Linked DNA regions of Mus musculus: all the other regions are linked to region 2. Evidence: chromatin contacts called from public targeted proximity ligation data. All regions are on one chromosome and are shown on one strand. The core of a region is the stretch at or near the end of the contact, and the rest is flanking DNA. Distances in the headings are between cores, read along the strand shown. Region 1 holds the start of Rhod (ras homolog family member D). Region 2 holds the start of Cdc42ep2 (CDC42 effector protein (Rho GTPase binding) 2). Region 3 holds the start of Plcb3 (phospholipase C, beta 3).

Region 1 (2,935 bases), core at 4-2,503, 1.5 Mb after region 2:
GGGACCGAGGCTTTCATGAGTGCTGGTTAAGCATCCGGGCAGCGCGGCTACATTTCCAGCCCACTTATGCTCACCAAAAGTTAAAAAGAAAAATCTGATCACAAAGAAGGTTGCGGAGATTTAGAGAAAAGTAAGATTTATTCCTGAAATCCAAAGTGCTCCACCCTCCAGATACTAGCTCCTCAGCCAAGTCCCGCCCTCTGTCCTGTCGCTAAGAAGTGGGGGCGTGGCTACCTTGCTCCAGTCTCTTCGAAGAGCCCCTTTTTCCTTTCTCCTGTCCTGACACCTCCTATTCTAGGCTTCTCAGAGTCGAGGTTTTGATCGGAACAGTGCAGGGTCCCCAGACTCTAAGAAACTAAGGATCATCTGCATTGATTAAACATTATACCAAAGAGCTGGAGAGATGGCCCAGAGGTTAAGAACATTGGCTGCTCTTCCAGAGGATCCCGGTTCACCCACATAGTGGCTCATAATGTCTGTAACTCTAGTTCCAGGGTTTCCGAGTGCAGAGGACACCAGGATGCATGTCTATGTCTATACATGCAGATAAAACGCCCACACGCGTAAAAAATAAAACTAAAAGGCCATCATACTATATACCATAATATGAACCATTCATGACATCTGCCATGTGCCAGAGCTAGCTCTGAGCTCTACAGATGGACGGTTCCATAGTTTTCCTTAGCTCACTGGCTGCCTGGGTGAGATGCGTGGTAATTCCACCTTCATTGAAACTTCCTGGAGCTGGCTGAAGAGGTCCTGCAGTGACCCACAAGGGCATGCCCGGGCCACTCCTTTCTCATCTGGCCTACAACATTTGGAGGAGGTCCGCAAATAGCAGAAACTCATATTCATTCATTCATTCATTCATTCATTCACCCACCCATTCATTCATAAAAATAACCTCCCACCCATGGCAGATAGTCCAGGTGCTTCCTCCTTCCCTGTCCCCAGCCTCTCTCCAAGTACTTGTCTACTCTCCCACGAGCCCTGGGTGCCCTCTGGAGGCGTAGGTCTCCGCTCACCCCTGCGGCCTCAGCGACTGCACGCAGTAGGTGCTGCAAAAGTCTTTCTTGAGTGTCTAGACAGGACGCCAGGAGACCGGACCCCAGGAGCGTCCACCCTTGGGCGGGCGCCGCACCCCCATCTTGTCCCGGGCTTCTCACCTGAGCTGGGTGTCCCCCGCCCCCCGGGCCGCCTCCTGTCCCGGCCGCCCCGCTCCCACTTCCTCCCGCCGCCCCGCCCCTTCCACATTCCTGTCCCGCCGGGCCAGCCCCGCGCCCGCCGCAGCCAGCCCGCCGCGTACCGCCTGCTGCTCCGCGCACCGCCGTCCGCCAGCCAGGGATGAACGCGTCCCAGGTTGCGGGAGAAGAGGCGCCGCAGAGCGGGCACTCGGTCAAGGTGGTCCTGGTGGGCGACGGGGGCTGCGGGAAGACGTCACTGATGATGGTCTTCGCCAAAGGGGCCTTCCCAGAGGTGAGTGCCCTCATCCTTGGCCCTGCGCTGGGGACACCCCCCATGTGCGGGTCTGCTGAGAGCTGCCTCGAAAGAACCCAGCTCTAGCCTCCTAGGGGGAAATCTCAGCAGGGCCTGGGGTCGAAGGCAGAGTTTTTCAGTTTTAGCCAGTAGAAGCAAAGTGGGACTAATAGCACTTAGGGGGAGGGGTGTCACAGGGACTGAATTGGGCCACCTAGGGAAATAGCAAATCCTACGAGAGCAGTTGTTGTCACTACTTGGCGACGAGAGTGTGAGGACTTTGGAGCTCGACTGGCAGCAGTAAAATCAAGCCTTTGCCTCTTACAGCTGTGTGCCTTTGGGCAAGTCCCTTAACCTCTCTGAAGGTTAACTACATGATAGGACTGAAAGCCCCTACCCGAGCGTAGTATAGAAAAGAGTGCTGAAAGTTAGTTGCTGAAAGTTAGTAAGTGATGTTCGTCGGGCGACATCACCTCTTCTCCATCCACTATGGTGCAAATCCCCATGCTTTACCCTAGAGAGGAAAACTGGAACACCGACCCTTCTCTGAAGAGTCTGATTATGCCATACTTCGACTCTAACCAAGCCTCAGTTTCTCAGAGCAACCTGATAGGGGGAAGAAAGCTGGGACAGTGAGGCTGAAGGCTGATGGCCGGCTCGGTGCGGTACCTGGTTGCATCCTGGCTCTCTGGGCTTGTCACTGTGAGTCCTCAAGGACCCCATGACCAGAACAGTGGCTGAGCCCTCCTTCTGTGCCTCCACGAGGAGTGGGGGTCCTGTGTGTTTGTGGGTTTGCCTTCAGCAGCAAGCCTTCTTTTCCTGTCCCCACGTCCTTCTGGCCTCTGGGATTGTGCAGAAGTGGGTAATTTGATGGAAGGAGCCAGAGAAGCTGACCTGGCAAATAGGGCACAGTCTTGCTTGCTACTCTGAATACCAGTGGTTTTTATGGTTGTTGGGTTTTTTTTTGGGGGGGGGGGTTGTATTTTTGTCGTTTTACTTTAGTGGTTCCTGTTTTGTTTTTGAGACAGGATATTACTGTGGAGGCCTTGTACGCTCAGTCCTCCTGTCTCTCGGCCCAAGGATTGCTCAGATCACGTGTATGCACCACCATACCCATCTCACAGCCTTTGGTTTTGTGGTTTGCAAAGCTGACGTCACCTTCTTTGACCAGTTACAGTTTTTTTGTTTTTAAGTATAGGAGATATTTTCCAGGTCTTTAGGTACTGCCCATGGGAACCCAACCAACGTGGGAACCAGGAGATCAGAGGAGGCACCTAAAGGTGGAGGGGGTGGGGAAGGCTCTGCAACACTGGCCTGGGGCAGGCATCCTAGACACTAGGCAGAAAAGTCCATGAACTGTTTATGGGGTTTTGTGTGTGTGTGTGTGTGTGTGTGTGTGTGTGTGTTCACAAGGTTTCTCTGTATAGTCCTGGCTGCCCTAGAACTTACTCTGTAGACC
Region 2 (3,052 bases), core at 248-2,747:
TTTTAGGGCTTGAATTTGCTACACAGCTGAGGAGAAACATTTTGAGCTCCTGATCCCCCTGCCTCCACCTTCTGAGTGCTGATGCCCCATCACATGCTGTTCAATCCAGTGCCCAGGGCTTCTCGGGGCTCTGTAAGCGCTCCACGAACTAGAGTACATGCCTAACCTGGGATAATCTCTCTGTTAAAGTCGGCTGAGCAGGCATGCGGCTCACATCTACAGACCCAGCTCTTTGGGAGGGCAAGGAAGGCGAGCTGCTTGAACCCAGGAGTTCAATCAATTATAATTTCTGGTAATTCCCTTTTCCCACATAACAAAATGGTCCCAGACGTTAAAACGTGGAGCTCTTGATCTAGTGGTGCATGCGTGTGAGTGTAAGATTATGTGAATGTGTGTGTGTGTGTGTGTGTGTGTGTGTGTATGTATGTGTGTGTGAGTGTGTGTATGTGTGTGACTTGGGATTAAACAGAAGGACTGACATACAGGGAATCTCACCGAGCTCCTCCGAGCTGTCCTCCTGGCCCAGAATATGGTCATCTTTAGGGAAGCATGACCCAGTCCTTCCCATTCTCCCCTCCCTTTTGGCTTGCCTGACATACTCCCCAGCCCCAGCATCCCTCCCTCCTATCCACACACCGCTTTCCACATCTGCTATCTGGAAGGCAAGCATCCCGATTTCCTCCTCCTATCACTGTCCTCTTCTTTGCCTCACTCCTCTTAGCACTCATCCACCCGGAAGGGGATCAGCCTGTGCCTGGAACCTCGAATTTCTTGAATCCTGACTCCTCAGCTTCCCTAACCACGAACAGACACTCAGAGAATTTACTCACAAAACGGCGCAATGAGAAGTTTCCCTCGGTTTGTCTCATCAGCTTTAGGACCTGTCCTTCAATAACTGTTTCTGATCCTGTTCTAAACCATCCACCTCAGAAACCACTTAGCAGGTCAGCAAACTCGTGCAAGTTCAGGCTGTGTCTGTCTCTGTTTTTCTCTGTGCTTTCCGACCCTGAATCTTTCTCGCATCCTTCATCACTCTCCTAGCCTAGGGTAAACTCTTCAAAACTCCCCTAGGTTTGTAAAACGCCTGCAAAGCCCAATTCATTCTTGAAGAGTCAGTGCGGGCGCCTCCCGGGTCCTCGTCCTTCCGTCAAGGAAACCCATCCAAGGATGGTCAGAGATTTCTCAAGAATTCTTTCTTCCGGCCTTTGTTGGCCCAGTGCTTCTAGCCTAAAGTTTTTATTCCAACACGAACAGCTGGCGTCCTCGTGTGTATCCACCCTTGTTACCCTTCGGTGATAGCCCTCAGCCGCCCGGAGGCTAAGCCTCTAGAATCTTGGAATCCAGCTCTTAGCCTTTACAGAAAGAAGAACCTGGGCGGTGCCGCGGTGGGCGGGGATGTGTGGGTGGGGGTTCGAGAGGAGCGGTCCGGGATTGGCTTCTGGCTCTGGGGGCGTGGCTTAGGCCCAAGGTCTGCACTGTAAGTTCCCAGGCCCTCCCTGGTCCTCTATCCTAGCCGCACAGCTCTGCAGCTTTGCCCGCGCTCCTCAAGGTGAGTTGGGACTGGGGTTTTACAGGCCTCCCGCAGCTCCCTGGAGAGTGCTAGCCAGGCGGTGTTCTGTTTTGGCTCAGATCAGGTCCATTATCTGGGGTCTGGATCCCCGCCCCCTACCCATGACCTCCCGCAGCGCTCAAGGCGCTGTGCTGTCAGTCTTGCAGCTCCGGGTTGTACTTCTATGCTGGCCAGAGACCTGGGACTAGGGAACATCCTCTCTTCGGCCCGTGTCCCTGCCTGGGCTGGAGGCCGTATTTTTAGCGGATGGTGAGGTGTCCTCCTATCTTTAGCTTTAGTGTTACTGAAATGGATCTGGGCCGCGCTGGGTAGCGCTTGACTGGGGATCTGGAGGGGTCGGCACAGGAACACAAGCCAGGGCTGAGCAGCCGGACTCCGGGGAGGGCGGGGGCCTGCACGTCCGAAGTCTGGCTGTGAGCCAAGCAGACATTGAGACTTCGCCCAGGCCAAGAAGCTCAGGCAAGGCAAGGCCCCTCCCAGATATCGGAGTCCCAGACAAGGTCCCCGATAATTGCAATTCTACCCTCACGGTGGTCCGATTGTGCAACCCAGAGAAAAAGGGCCTATGGGCGATCCACCTCGGGCACTGGAGCACGCAGTTCCTCGGTGGGCGTCTCCCTGGAGCGGGTATGCTCGGTGGGACCCTAGAACCCCGGGTTATAGCAGGGACGCGCGCGCCACCTAGCGACATTGTACTACAGAGAGATCGCTGCAGAAGCACCAGATTCTGAGCCAGCCCTGCCAGGGCTGGCAGGAGGGGACCTAGAAGGGTTTGGTTTTTGTTCTTGATGCAACCTCTACCTGGAAGAGCCGAAGTGCTTGAGAAAAGCCCTGAAGATATGTGCTGAATGTCCTTTGACGGTTACTGTGGATCCGTCTATTGTGCAGAGGCCTCTTGTTTCAAGTATAGCAGTGGGTCAGCTTATTTTAAAGACAGGGAAGGTGAGTTCAGTCCCAGAGAGAAAAGGTTCATTGCTCAAGGTCACAGAGGCCCAGGTGGAACTAGATTTCAAACCCTTCCCCTTGGGCTGCTGGCAAGACGGCTCAGCGGAAGTCTTTTGCTGAGCAAGCTTGGAGGTGAGCTCCTTTCCCGAAACACTCAGAGATGGACTCCACAAAGTATTCTGACTTCCACACACATTCCGCACACTACGTACACACTCGCGAACGCACTCACACACACACACACTCACATTAAAATACACTCAACAGTAACAATAAATAAAACTTTCTAGTTTTTTCTTTTTTTATTTTTAGAGGCAGTTTTTTTGTTTTTTGTTTTTTTAGTTTTTAGAAGTAAACAGATCTCTAAGTTCAGTTGGCCTGGTCTACGGAGTGAGTTCCAGGACCACCATAAACCTTCTCAGTGAGCCTTTAGAAAAGGGGCAGACCTAGAGCTGGGCCTGGTGGCACACTTTCTTGTTTTTTTTGGGGGGGGGGAGGGAGGGGTTGAGATTTGAATGTTTGACAGGGTCTCACTGT
Region 3 (3,091 bases), core at 387-2,886, 1.0 Mb before region 2:
CTGTTTTTCAAGGCCCTGCTTCCAGAAGCTTCTGGGAGGGCTCAGTCATCCTGCCCTTAGCGTTGGTGTGCAGGATCCCCTGTGCCCTTTTTTTACTCTTTCCCCTTTGACATTCCCAGTTTCTTTTCTACCTGTCACCCGTCTACAGAGGGGTGTGTGTTTATTGCACTGTGATAACTAGCTCCTGGATAAGGGAGTCCTGGATTTGAAAGCAAGCCTGTGGGTAGAGGCCAATCTCCACTCTTAATGGTTCTGATCTCTGGAGGAGGTGGGTGGTAGTTGGAGCTCTGAAGGGGTATTTTCTTATAGTCCTTGTGGAGGAGGAGAAGGAGGAGGAGGAGGAGAAGGAAGAAGAAGAGGAGGGAGATGACAGGCCTGCACCCCCCCCCCTTTTCTCCTACAGACCAGGGAGCAGAGGCAGGAAGCAGAAAGAGGGGTTAAATCCTCTCAGGAAGCTGTGTGACCTTGGGCAAGTCCCTTCCCCTCTCTGGGCCTCAAGTGGAGATAACAATCACACCACTGCACAAGGCCACAGCCAAAGACAACTAGATTCATTAAGTTTGCCGCCATGATGGCGATTTGGAGGACAGCCAGTGCCAGGCAGGGCTCCTCTGGAGGCCTGAGCGCCTGGGGCAAAGGCGCCGGTAGGGAAGCTCCTCCTTAGCCGACCCTCCTCCCCCAGAGCTAGCTCCAACTCTTTCTGGGTTTCTAGGTGACTTGGCTGGCCCCTCTGGATGAGTTCTACTTTAAACCTGCTGCTGCTGCCTCCTCTGTATTGGGGGGGCTCCCACAGGGGCCCCCAGGCAGGAGCCCCCCCAGCCAAGCCCTGCGGGGGGGGCTACAGCCCCCACCCCGGCCGGTGCCCATGGGTCTGCCCCTTCGGTTCCTCAGATCACTGGAACACAGATTTCAGGGCACCTGCTGTGGGCCAGGAGCTGCACAACCCCTCCTTTGGGGACACCCACGAGGCTTCTGCCACCTCTGGGCAAACAACCATCTTTCACTATGTTCAACTAAGAGGTTCACTGAGACTGGCTCCCGTCACAGGGTCAGCAGCACAAGAACTGCGGCAAGGTTTTCTCTGGAAAACCAGGATGCCTGGGTCCTCAAAGGAGGTGGCAGCTCCAGGCCTCCAGAGCTAGGGACGGGGGAGGGGCGCCTGCCGGCGGGAGGCCCATTAGCCAGCTAAGTGCTCCCTGGGAGGGGGGACTGTGCTGCAGCAGGAGGGGGAGAGGCAAAGTGAGGGCACGCGGGTGGAGTGGGATGGAGAGAGATGGGGTGACGACGTTTCCTGAGCTCATTAAGTGCGGTAGGAGTCGGGTTGAGGACAAGGGTCTGTGTCCCCTAACCTTATTATCTTCGCCTTTTCCACCTGAGTCCTCAACCGGCTGACCTTGGCATGTCTTGAGCGGCTCCAACACCCGTCTTTCCAGGTGCACCCTCAATAGCACTTTATCTAAGACAAAAAAAAGAGAGTCCTACTGAGTCAGCCGGCCAACAAAGACCCCCCCCATTCCATCCATCATCCCTTTGGCTGCAGTCGCCGCCCCAACCGCGAGGGGGCGCCGCCGTGGGTCGGGCGGCACCATAGCGGTGGGAGGGGGCGGCACCGCCCGACGGGGCGGGGCTCTGCGGGGGCGGGGCCGGGCGCCGAGTCTCCGGTCCGTCCGGGACAGACTGGCTGGCGGGCGGGCGCTGACGCCGCGGGGCCAGAGCGGGCCGCGCGGGAGCGTGTGGAGAGAGCAGTGGCACCGTCGGTTCCCGTCGGGGCTCCGTAGGTCCCCGAGCCGCCCCTGGCTTAGCCATGGCGGGCGCGAGGCCCGGCGTCCACGCGCTGCAGCTGGAGCCGCCCACCGTGGTGGAGACCCTGCGGCGCGGGAGTAAGTTCATCAAATGGGACGAGGTAAGTGAGTGGGCTGTCCTCTGCTCTGCCTAGATCGAAGGATTCCTTCAGTCACATTCGACTAGATGAATGCCAGGGACCCCCACTTCAGTGTTGCCTGACCACCTCACCCCCTATTCCAGCCTTGTTGCACTCCGGAAACTTGAGTCCCCTGTTGTCCTGGTAATTGAAGACTTTGTCGTTGTCCCCGCTCTTCTCCCCCGCAAGACAGTAGCTGTGGTCAATTGGGCTCTTCTTGGCATGGAGACTTTGAACCCCTGTAAATCCTGTCCTTCTTCTCACTCTTTTCCACCCTTGCCAACGATGAATATCAAAGTCTCCATGCTGGTTCTTAGTTTTTGGTCTGGTCCCCAGACCCCTGTTCCTGGCACAGGACCCCCATGGGGGCATAGGACATCCTTGCCTTGGGTGGGGTGCCACTGGGATCCTACTCTTCTCAGTGCCTCGCTTGCCTGAGCCATTATAGTCATCCCTTTCCAGCCTGCCCTGGTTGATACCCTTTCGTCCTGCTTCTGGATTCCAGCGAGCTTTCTGTTCAGATGGGAGCACCGAGCCACCCCTTACCGGAGACTTTGTTCCTTTCCAGGTTCCTCCAACTCTGGGAACTTTGCTCCCCACTCCTTAACTTAGTGACTTTGAACCTCAATAAATCCTGGTCCCCACTTTTTATTGCTTTCTCTCAGGTACTTCCCTGATACTCACCTGCGGCTTCTTATCTAGATATCACGTCTCACCCACGTTTCTGTACTGTTCCCTCTCCTACCCCCTGGGCTCCTTGCTCCCTAGGGCCTCAACTCAGGCGGCCTGAGTTTCCTTACTGTTCCTTCCCAGTCGGGCCATAGGCCTGGAAGACGCTGGGTTTCTTTCCGGCAGGGTGGGGCAGGAGTGAGAACTAAGGGGAGGGGCTGGGGGCGTGGCCTTAGCTGCAGGTGTGCTGGGCAAGGGTGGGTACCCCCGGGGCCCCAGGATACCCCTTCCCCCAGGCCAGACTAAAGGGAAAAGTTTCTCCTTTTCCTTGCAGTGTGATAAACCCAAATAAGGAAGTGGAAACAAGGAGAGGGCCTGGGTTGGGGTGGGGGTGCTGAACAAAGTTTGGAACTGAAGAGCCAGAGCCCTGGGTGGCCTTTGGAGGTTAGGCCCCTGAAGATGGTGCCACAGGGGCTACAGGGACAGTACCCACAAGTTTCC

What was found.
Region 1: a targeted proximity ligation map of pancreatic cancer cells shows a contact between it and region 2. A contact is called at or near these places in 1 of 39 promoter capture datasets (liver) and 1 of 130 datasets of targeted methods (pancreatic cancer cells).
Region 3: a targeted proximity ligation map of pancreatic cancer cells shows a contact between it and region 2.

The regions. Positions count from the first base shown.
Region 1 is chr19:4,437,761-4,440,695 of GRCm38.p6, reverse strand. Rhod (ras homolog family member D) reads left to right here and starts at 1,253. Exons shown (of 5, transcript NM_007485.5): 1 at 1,253-1,476. The coding sequence starts at 1,345. It overlaps A930001C03Rik (RIKEN cDNA A930001C03 gene), which reads right to left and starts at 1,373. Exons shown (of 3, transcript NR_045990.1): 1 at 1,307-1,373.
Region 2 is chr19:5,923,261-5,926,312 of GRCm38.p6, reverse strand. It overlaps Cdc42ep2 (CDC42 effector protein (Rho GTPase binding) 2), which reads left to right and starts at 1,497. Exons shown (of 2, transcript NM_026772.2): 1 at 1,497-1,549.
Region 3 is chr19:6,968,359-6,971,449 of GRCm38.p6, reverse strand. It overlaps Plcb3 (phospholipase C, beta 3), which reads left to right and starts at 1,636. Exons shown (of 31, transcript NM_001290349.1): 1 at 1,636-1,903. The coding sequence starts at 1,805. Gm52400 (a long non-coding RNA gene) reads right to left here and starts at 2,754. Exons shown (of 3, transcript XR_003952919.1): 1 at 2,606-2,754; 2 at 1,350-1,456.